Regions from separate parts of the Sus scrofa genome. Here region 2 is linked to region 1. A link is a contact called in public Hi-C data. All regions are on one chromosome and are shown on one strand. Each heading gives the region's core, a stretch centred on a gene start, on an enhancer-like site or on the middle of the called end of the contact. The rest is flanking DNA. Distances are from core to core; before and after follow the strand shown. Region 1 overlaps MSN (moesin). Region 2 overlaps VSIG4 (V-set and immunoglobulin domain containing 4).

Region 1 (4,751 bases), core at 1,535-4,034:
TTACTTTAATTGTAGTAAATATGCGTTTAAATGTTCCTTTGCCTAATTTGTACTTTGACTACCTTTCGCCATTCAATACTAAACAAACTCCAGGGAAGAAGCAAGTTCTAGCTAAATCCAAAGTTAGATACTCTGAGATCTTCAAGACCTTCTCCCAACTCTAGTTGATTAATGAGACAAGTATCATGGCATTTGAGAGCTATCATTTATTACTTCTCTACTACACACTGGATGCTTCACATAACACTCATTTCTCTATTTGTATTTTCTTAATTGTCTTTCTCACCTATTTCTAATTTATCCTTTTGGATTTTGTGTATCCTGACAATAAGTTTTCTGGGTAGCAAGTGAGATATAAGCAATACACTCTTTTATAACCTCACAAAAAGCCCGTGAGGTAAGATATTGGGCCCAATTTTTTTGGGATGAGACTACCAACCCAAAACAGGTTCAAAAATTTTCCCAAGGTCTAACTAGGAAAATGAAGATTTTGTTTCCTCATCTGTAAAATGGAGCCAGTACTAATCCCTGCATTCACAGGGTCTTGTAATGATCACATGATATGGTACACAAAATGCCTGTCACAGTACCTGGCATATAGTAAGTCCTGAATAAATGTTAACTTTCATCTGTATTAGCCATAAACAACAATTTTCCCATTCTACTACAGGACATCAGGGACTCAGGAGATAGGCCCAAACAGTCCTCACATTGCTAGCCATGCCTTCCTCCTTCCCTCTACATAAAGATCTGAATGGAAAACAGCCCTATACCACCCCATCTCCATTCTCTCCCTTCACCAGTTGGGCGGGAATATTGATAGGAATAGAATGATCCCATTTGAATATAACCTCTTTCTTCCTTTCCCTTCCCAACTCTGGATAAGCATTCAGAAAGCAGAGATACTCAAAAGGCAAAGGAGAAAGTGGAGCAAAAGGGCCTGGAAAAGCCATTGAGGGGATATGTAGTCCCAATATCCTGGACAATTTCCAACTCCCACCTCACTAGAGGCTGGTGGGGAAATGGAATAATGGCCCATATGGAGGAATCCCAGTCTCTGGAAATGGGAGCCCCATGTTTACTCCTGGAAGTCTGATCACAGATGGCACATTCCTTTGGTCCCTGGAGTGTCTCTGAATGCTGAAAGATCCTACAGCCCTTACCTGGCTATCATATAGCACATCTCTTCTGATAATGATGATCACAGTGAAGGGACACACCTTGGATTGGAGATGGGAATGACCACTTTGGCATTATCTCCATGGCATGATTACAGGAGCTGAGGTACCCTCCCACTGCATTCATCACCCCCAGTGGTATCCAAGTTCCAATATTCCTTGAAGGAAAGGTACAGAGAGCACACTACCTCAGAGAGAATATGTTGGCTTCCTTCTATAAGGGAGAAAAAAACATGTAACAGAGGCCATGTTGTACAGTAACAAGAATGTGGGGTTCAAATTCCAACCAGATATCAGCTGAGTGCAATTAAGTTATCTAACTTCTGAGTCTCATCACTAAAATGGAGAAGAGGGAGTTCCCACAGTGGTGCAGTGGGTTAATGACCCCACTTGTCTCTGTGGAGGCGCCAGTTAGCTCCCTGGCCAGGAGCAGTGGGTTGAGGATGCAGCACTGCTGCTGCTGTGGTGTAGGTTGCAGCTCTAGCTTGGATTTGACTTCTGGCCTAGGAACTTCCATATGCTGCAGGTGTAGCCAAGAGAGAAAAAAATGGAAAAGAGATCACTTATATCTTTCAGAGTTGAGAGAAAGGCTCTGTGTGCTGACAATTTTTAAAGCATCTAGCACAGCCATACTCCACCTAATAACTTCTCTTTTCTCCCATATTCAGCACCAAGGATAGGATTAACTGGAGCCATCCGAAGTGCAGACTACCAAAGTTAAAGTCTGCCTCTTTTGTTATGAAGGCTGAGGTTAGCCTTTGTTTTGAATTATTCTGGACAAGCAAACAGAAGTCATTCCCAAGAATCAGACATTATGGTGGAAGCTACCTGTAGTGGAAAAGTCTAAGGAGCAAAAAGTCCTTCCCTTACCTGGTCAAACAGTTGCTTGCCAGTGGTGTTGGGCTGGATGGCAAACTCCAGCTCTGCATCCATGGTGGTCACACGGACATTGATCTAGGATGAAATCAAAGGAGGCAAATTAGTTGTCTTGCTCTGTGCTCAGCAGAGCTTGGGACAAGTCTCTGGAGAGGGAACTAAGATGCAAGAACATAGTAAATTTAGACATTGGTGGGAAGAGAGACTATTGAAACAAACAATATCCCAACCTTGACTTCCAATCAATTTACTGAAGACGGGGTGGGGGGCCGGCGGGGGGGACCTACAGCTACAGGGCAATGCTCACCAAGGGGCAAATAAAAAATGCAAATCAACCTGCTATTGAGAGAAAGTAAGTGTTAACTGTACTTCTTCCAGGAAGCCTTCCCCACCTATACCAGCCAGCTCCAAGCCCACAGCGTTCTCTCCCCATCTCTGCTCTGGATTATCTAAAGATAATCTTTAGATAATGGCCTGGATTATCTAAAGCACTGGTCTTTGCAGAGCCAAGTTAAGGACAGGATAAAGAGCACTGGCTTAGCACCATAACTGGCTCACTCTACAACCTTGCATAAGTTTTATCCCTTTCCTTAGTGCCCCTCATCTGTTCAAGGGCAGGAGTGCAGGGGATGGAGGTTGTCAGTTACACTAGATGACTACATAGTGCTGACATCTATGGTTCTATATACTGACTTGCATTGTTAACACTTCCTGTATTTGTGTCTCCTTGGTCTCCCTAGGCACAAGAGAGGAAAGGGGCCTCAAAAGAGATGGGTGTGGGCAACACAGAGGTGTTCCTAAGTCAGCAGAGGGAAAAGAGACAGGGACAGGCCCAGATGAAAATAACAAGTAGGCACACATAGGATTTCATAGGCACTAGAAAAAGTACCTTCTACCTTAAAGAGCAGATCCCATAGCCAAGGTCAATGATAGCTGAAATTTTATCAGTAGAGATTTGTTCCTTTGGCTTGAAAACTTGATAATGGTGGTAAGAATACTAATAGCAACCATAAGCAGTAGCTTTCATGTATGGAGACGTATTATTCACTAGGCACTTTATATGACTGCCTCATTTAACATCAACAATCCCCCTGTGAAGTAAAGAACACTATCTCCATACTGGGGATGAAGACTTAGATATTTGTCTAAAGTCACATCACTACTAAGTGGAGAAGACAGGGTTTGAATTCAGATCTACAGCCAAACCTCACAATTTAAACCAATATATTAAGTCCCCATTACATCAAAGTAAAAAATATCTCTGTTAAAAAAAAATCAAAGAATAAATTTTTTAGTTGTTAGATATTTTGCTTAAGTAACCTATATGGTACAGTCACAAGATGGCTTTTAATTTGGTCATATAAAATATTTATAAAGACTATTTCATGCCCAGGGAAAAAAGAGTTCAGTAATATTAAGTAAGGAATAGTAACCAACAAGACATTACGAGCTCAATTTTCTAAAAAGTATGAATACAGAGGTTACTGGAACTATACCCAAGTGTTAGTCAGTCTTGGTTTTGGGGTAGTTATGTTATGAGTACATTCTCCATTTTTTAAATTAAAAATCTACATTTTCTAGGATGCTCACATATTAGTTGTCCTTTAGGGGAGGACTAAAAATATAATTGTCAAAGATGTAAATCCCCACAGAGTGAGTAAGACATTAAGCCTTATCAGTCTTCGACACTTCTGGGCCTTTCCTGAGCACAGGGGTCAGCTAGCGGGGAAGAGGGGGCCAGACAGCAATTTTGCCAGCTAAACAATTCTGATGAGGACCAGGCCTGAGGAACAATTTTGTAAATAAATCTCACCAGGGAGCCAAGGAGGAAATCTATTTCAGGATTGACAATGGGACAGGAAAGGCCATGAAGGCAGGAACAAGTATGGCAAGTACCCCAGTGGGAGACAGAGAGCAAGGTTAGCCACTTTGACTCAGCGTTACCTAGGCTTCCTTCCAATCCGGTAACCTCCATAGAATGGACTTTCATAAGGTAGAGAGAATGTGGCCTAACGGGCTGAAATTTGGCCTGATCATCTAGCCTTAAATCACCCTTGAGCTGACAGGGAAGATCTGAAAACACCAATGACTTGACAGGATAGGAAAGAGTAGAAAAGGGACAGTGGGCCTTTTAGTACTTTGAAAGATACCATTCTCATTCGCACCTCAAGGTTTCTGTCTTAATGAACGTTACCTCTCTAATATTCAAGACTCATTGGATACTCACAAGACATTGGCTAAGCAAAGGGATATAAGAGGTAGGTATAGCATAATATATGACTCAGAGGTGGGAACATTTTACATCTTGACTTTTTTTTGTGCAATGGACCCTTCTGGGCAGTTTGGTGAAGTCTATTAACACCCTACTCAAAATATTTGTAAATGCATGAAATAAAGTATATAAGTATATAGAGAAAAGAGATCAACTATATTGAAAGAGTTACCAAAATTTAATACATACTTATTTATTATTATATTATATAATTATCTAATACTGGGTCTTATTAGTTATTACTACTGTAATTTCAACTTTGTCTTCAGTATAAACGATATTTTTGGAAAACAAATATGTAATTTTCCTCCCTCCAAGTTCATAGATCATTCCCATTTCAAATTACACCCATGGACTTCATGGAGGCCTCAGGACTCCTAAGAAATTTATTTCAGGTTACCCAATATTAATGGAATATTATGTCT
Region 2 (4,751 bases), core at 1,573-4,072, 230 kb before region 1:
ATCTCAATGTCAACTAAATAACAATCTTAAATCTATCTGCGATCTTAATTCCTTCTTACATGTCAACTAGCATACCCACAGGTTCTGGGGATTTGGATGTGAACCTCTTCAAAAGACCCTTATTCTGCCTATCACATTCATAGAGCACATAAATAACAGATCCAGGACTGGAAGGCTATTCCAATGGTTTCCTTCATCTTGGGTCTGATAGGGATATGTAACCAAGGAGAATCAGTGGAAATATATTTTGAGGACAAAGCAACCTGGGTACTTGTCCAGACAATGTGAAGAAAGGAATCCTTGTGGCTAGAAATAATTGATCAGAATCTCAATAAAGTAGCATTTTTGTGAAGCTGGGAAGTCATAGTACTACTTTCTCCACTCTAAAAAAAAGGTGAAAAACCTCTTGTCTTGGCCCTATGGAAAGCATAGAGGACTGGCTCAAATTTCCAGGCCAATCAGCCACCAACAAGTTACTCTGAAATATCTTGTTTATACATGGCATCTCTAGCTTCTTTCAAGTCTTTCTTGTGGGCCTGGGGTTTTGTTTGTCCCTCTGGCTAGCTAAGAAAATTAGGAGAGGGAGTTCCCGTCGTGGCGCAGTGGTTAACGAATCCGACTAAGAACCATGAGGTTGCGGGTTCGGTCCCTGCCCTTGCTCAGTGGGTTAACGATCCGGCGTTGCCTTGAGCTGTGGTGTAGGTTGCAGACCCGGCTCGGATCCCGCGTTGCTGTGGCTCTGGCGTAGGCTGGTGGCTACAGCTCCGATTCGACCCCTAGCCTGGGAACCTCCATATGCTGCGGGAGCGGCCCAAGAAATAGCAACAACAACAACAACAACAACAACAACAACAACAACAACAACAACAAAATAGGAGAAAATGAGAAATGGAAAAGAAAGAAATGTGAGCTGCTCTGGGCTCATCAGTCTGTCTCTCTGGATTTGTTTTCAAGCAGATACCACTTTGTCTTGTTTTGCCTCCTAGGAAAAGGACTGCCTATCTTTGCCATCATTCTCATCATTTCCTTGTGCTGTATAATGGTCATCACCCTGACGTATATTATGCTCTGTCGGAAGACATCCCAACAGGGTGAGTGATGAGTATGATGGGGTGGCTCTTGCCCATTCATTCACTAATTCAGCTTTGTTGAGCATAAAGTCTGTATCAGGTACTATGGTAGGCACTTCAAAGAGTCCCCAGCATAGTTTTAGAGTGAGGGTAGGGGTCCATGGAGAAAGATATGCAAGGCAAAAATGAGAATACAACTTATGAAAGTTAATTCACAAAACTTTGATACCCAACCTAGTACAGCATCTACCTAATGGGTTTTTCATGAGGATGCAAGAAAAGAAGTCACATTCTTTGGCTTCAAGTTGCTTATAATTTAACCAATAGAATTATGAATCATGAAGTTTATCAATAAAAATACATAGCTATAAAGGCTATGGACTCAAAGCCTGGGGAAGACAATCAATGCTAAAGGGATCCAGAGGACAGGAGAGTCAGTTAGTAGGAGTAATTGACAAGGGCTTTCAGAAGGAGGCAGGACTTAGACTCATCCTTGGAGGATGAAAACTATTTGGAAGGGGGCAATATTCCAGGAGGGAGTGACTACATGTGTAAAGGGGCAAAATCTTAAAAGATAACTGTGAGTGAGGTCATCAATAAAGAAAATTCATATAGCCGAGTAATAGAGAAATACAGGGGAAAAAGAAAAATTTATTCCTAATTATAGAAGGTCTTGAGTAACAGGTTAAGGAATTTGGACTTTCTAGTCTAAATCTTGCAAAGGCAATAAAAATCACACAAACAATTTAAGCTGAGGACTGACATGATTATGGCATAGTTGTCAGGGCCATTTAACAACTATTTGCCAACAGAGGAGAAAAAAGATAATTTGGATGTTGATTTCTGAGTAAATCCTAACTACCCCTCAATTCCTGCTGCACTAACCATTTTAACTAGCATTCATGTGTCTATTTCTCTGTAATATATTCTACTCCCAAATAGCCTGATTTCTCCCATGGATCTCTCAAACCAAAGAAGAGAATAGGGTCTCCTTCACCTGAGTCTCAAGTATAAGCTCTGGTCTTGGCCAATTACCATGGCTATGACCCCTGAGACTAAACTTGAAAGTGGGGATATCTTAAATGGCTACAAATACCAGGAGTACTAAAAGAAAAAACATTCATTATAGTCTCAATGAGATTGGGTATAAACTGTAACCATATTAGAGTATTTCCCTTTAACAACTGTCCATGATTTAGGAGATAGGGGTCAAAATGTAGTATTCCATTAAAAGCCCTCTGTAATGTGCTTCTGGTCTATCTTATCAACCCCCACCATTCCATTTCATTTCTAGCCACTGGGGTCAAGTAGGCACATAAGCCATACATCTGATGTCCTTAGATTTTTTTTTCCTTTCTGAATTGCCTTCCCAGAATTTCTGCTTTCTACCTCTCTATAAGGGAGACAGACTTAGGGCATCAGTTCAATTTAATATGTAGTTACCAAGTGCCTACTATGTACCATGTACTAGGTATATCAAAGTGAAAAGGACTATATAGTATGGGAGTTACTATGCCAATTGGGGAGGCAAGATGTGGAAATACAGGACTCTATCACAAGGCAAAGACCTGTGGGATGCAATGCCAAGTCTGCTTTGCTGTGTTTACAGTCCTGGTTGCATACCTGAACGATTATAAGCCCCTAAAATGCTGTCTCAAGAGACATCTATCTTTATATCAGGCTGTAGAGCCTTTAAGCCTGCAAGGAATGTACTTACTTCTCCATCACATACACTAGGGGGCAATATTGACCTAGTTGAGGATCTTTCCTGGGTGTAGTGTGGGATGAATGTATCTGGGTATGGCTCAAGCCATGGTCCTGGGCATCATATTAATTCAGCTCCTTTTGCCTGGGCTCTGAATGGCTTCCCACAAAGACGCTCTATGGATCTTTGGCAAGATTCCTAGGTGGATAATGGGTCCAGTCCATTTTTTCCTCCTTCTGCCACACCAATCAACTGCTCCAACCCACTGTCCAGAGTCAGAAACTGCCAAAGATAACCGTGATCAAGTAGGCTTCCTCTTCCTTTCCCTGAGAAATCTGCATCCCTGTATTTCAACTCATCTTCCCAACAGCTCCCATTTGTTGGAAGGCTGAGACATATTGAGATGCCCCTTTCAATTTCCCCTTCCCTCACCTTTTGATGAGTACTCAAGGTCCATGCTTGGCCCTTGTCCACTCCCCATGGAGACTTCTGACCTGATTCTTCCTTCTTTTCTAGAGCATGTATATGAAGTGGCCAGGTAAGATAGCCCCTCTCCTCTTGTATCTTCTGACCCCTTCTTTGCTCTCAATATTTTTGGTTACTGGCATAAAGGAAAGGAGGTTTGGCACAGTACCAATCTTAAGCCCAGAGGCTGTCAGGGTGAGGGCACAACTTTCTTCCCTTTCTGAAGCACCTCCTATGGTTCTGTCCTGGCCCAATGAAAACACAAAATAATTCAGATTCACCCAACCTCTATAATCCCTGGGTGGCCAGTGCCTAAGGATCAGTTGGCAAGAATTGGGGCAGAAAGTTGGGAAACCAGGGTCCCAGATTCAAATTTCTTCTCATGGGTTTTGGGTTCTTTGGCCACAGGGTGCATGCCAGGGAGGCCAGTGACTCTGGTGAATCCATGAGGGTGGCCATCTTCGCAAGTGGCTGCTCCAGTGAAGATCCACCTTCCCAGACTCTGGGCAACGACTATTCTGATGAGCCTTGCCTAGGCCAGGAGTACCAGATCATCGCCCAGGTCAATGGTGACTACACTCGCTTGCTGCACACAGTTCCCCGGAATTATGAGCATCCGACCACTAAGGGCAAGGGTGTCTGCTAAAAGTATCCTATTCGGCAAGGGTCTATAAACATGGTTGCCTACTCAGTCCCAGCACTCTGCATGACCCCTTTTCCTAATATTTTTTCTTCCTGGATTGTCCAATGTATCTTTCCTGCCAACTCTGGAGTCCCTTGGCCTAAGCAGCTGTCATATGCACCTCAAGCAAGACTGCTACTGGTCAGGCTCTAGGCCCTTCTAGTATCCCTGCCTGTGGCTTCTGCTGCTTCTCTCCAGACACCAGAGGGAATTTCACATATAACTAGTACTTTGTCATCTTGCCTCTAGACACCAATGAATTTTGACTTCTTACCACCAGAGGGATGCTCAGCTCTGCCAGCTCAGGGGACCAGTTAGATTCAGGATCACTTTCCTTTGTCTAGTACCAGATAGCTTTTAATTGAGATTATCATGTAACAGGCCAAAGTTCAGTTCTGCTCCTGCACTGTGAGTCTAGTGTTCTCATACCCTTTTGATGCTCAATAAATATCTAAACATAATAGCAATCTTGGTCATATTGGTCTTCTCTCAAGGACCTAAGAAAAGCGATTGAAGTTAGACTAGTTGAGATAGTTGGGACCCTGGAAATATGGATAGCACCTTTGATTTTTTTGTTTTTTCTCCTTCCCATCCATACTACCCTTACCTGATTTGAGCAGTGAGCTCACAAGAACACAATTGATCTTTGGTAAAACAGTACTCAACTTCTTTCTGTTCTCTTCCTAATCTTCCTGCCATATCTATCTGGATGACTCTTCCTGGGTCAATTAGAAACCTAAAAATAAGGAATCTTTCTTTTTTTCTCAGGGGACTGTGGGTACAGAGATAAAGAGCTCCCCTTCTTTCCAAAGTATGGATATCACCCTCA

Evidence for each region. Hi-C and Micro-C count contacts between places; a contact is called where the count stands out from the background.
Region 2: a Hi-C map of alveolar macrophages shows a contact between it and region 1, with 2.3 times the contacts expected there. The contact joins two enhancer-like sites. A contact is called at or near these places in 4 of 47 Hi-C or Micro-C datasets (alveolar macrophages, embryonic fibroblasts, retroperitoneal adipose tissue and 1 more) and 1 of 2 datasets of contacts at active chromatin or transcription factors (alveolar macrophages).

What each region holds. Positions count from the first base shown.
Region 1 is chrX:51,940,969-51,945,719 of Sscrofa11.1, reverse strand. It overlaps MSN (moesin), which reads right to left. Exons shown (of 13, transcript NM_001009578.1): 2 at 2,049-2,132. Among named protein-coding and RNA genes, the nearest start is that of MSN, 40 kb to the right of the region's middle. Within about 2 kb of position 2,784, at least 2 of the 83 cell types and tissues checked have an H3K27ac peak or open chromatin away from gene starts, as enhancers often do. A contact at or near this core is called in alveolar macrophages, where this site is marked.
Region 2 is chrX:52,175,917-52,180,667 of Sscrofa11.1, reverse strand. It overlaps VSIG4 (V-set and immunoglobulin domain containing 4), which reads left to right. Exons shown (of 8, transcript NM_001244102.1): 6 at 987-1,091; 7 at 3,292-3,313; 8 at 3,649-4,383. The coding sequence ends at 3,886. Among named protein-coding and RNA genes, the nearest start is that of VSIG4, 20 kb to the left of the region's middle. Within about 2 kb of position 2,822, at least 1 of the 83 cell types and tissues checked has an H3K27ac peak or open chromatin away from gene starts, as enhancers often do. A contact at or near this core is called in alveolar macrophages, where this site is marked.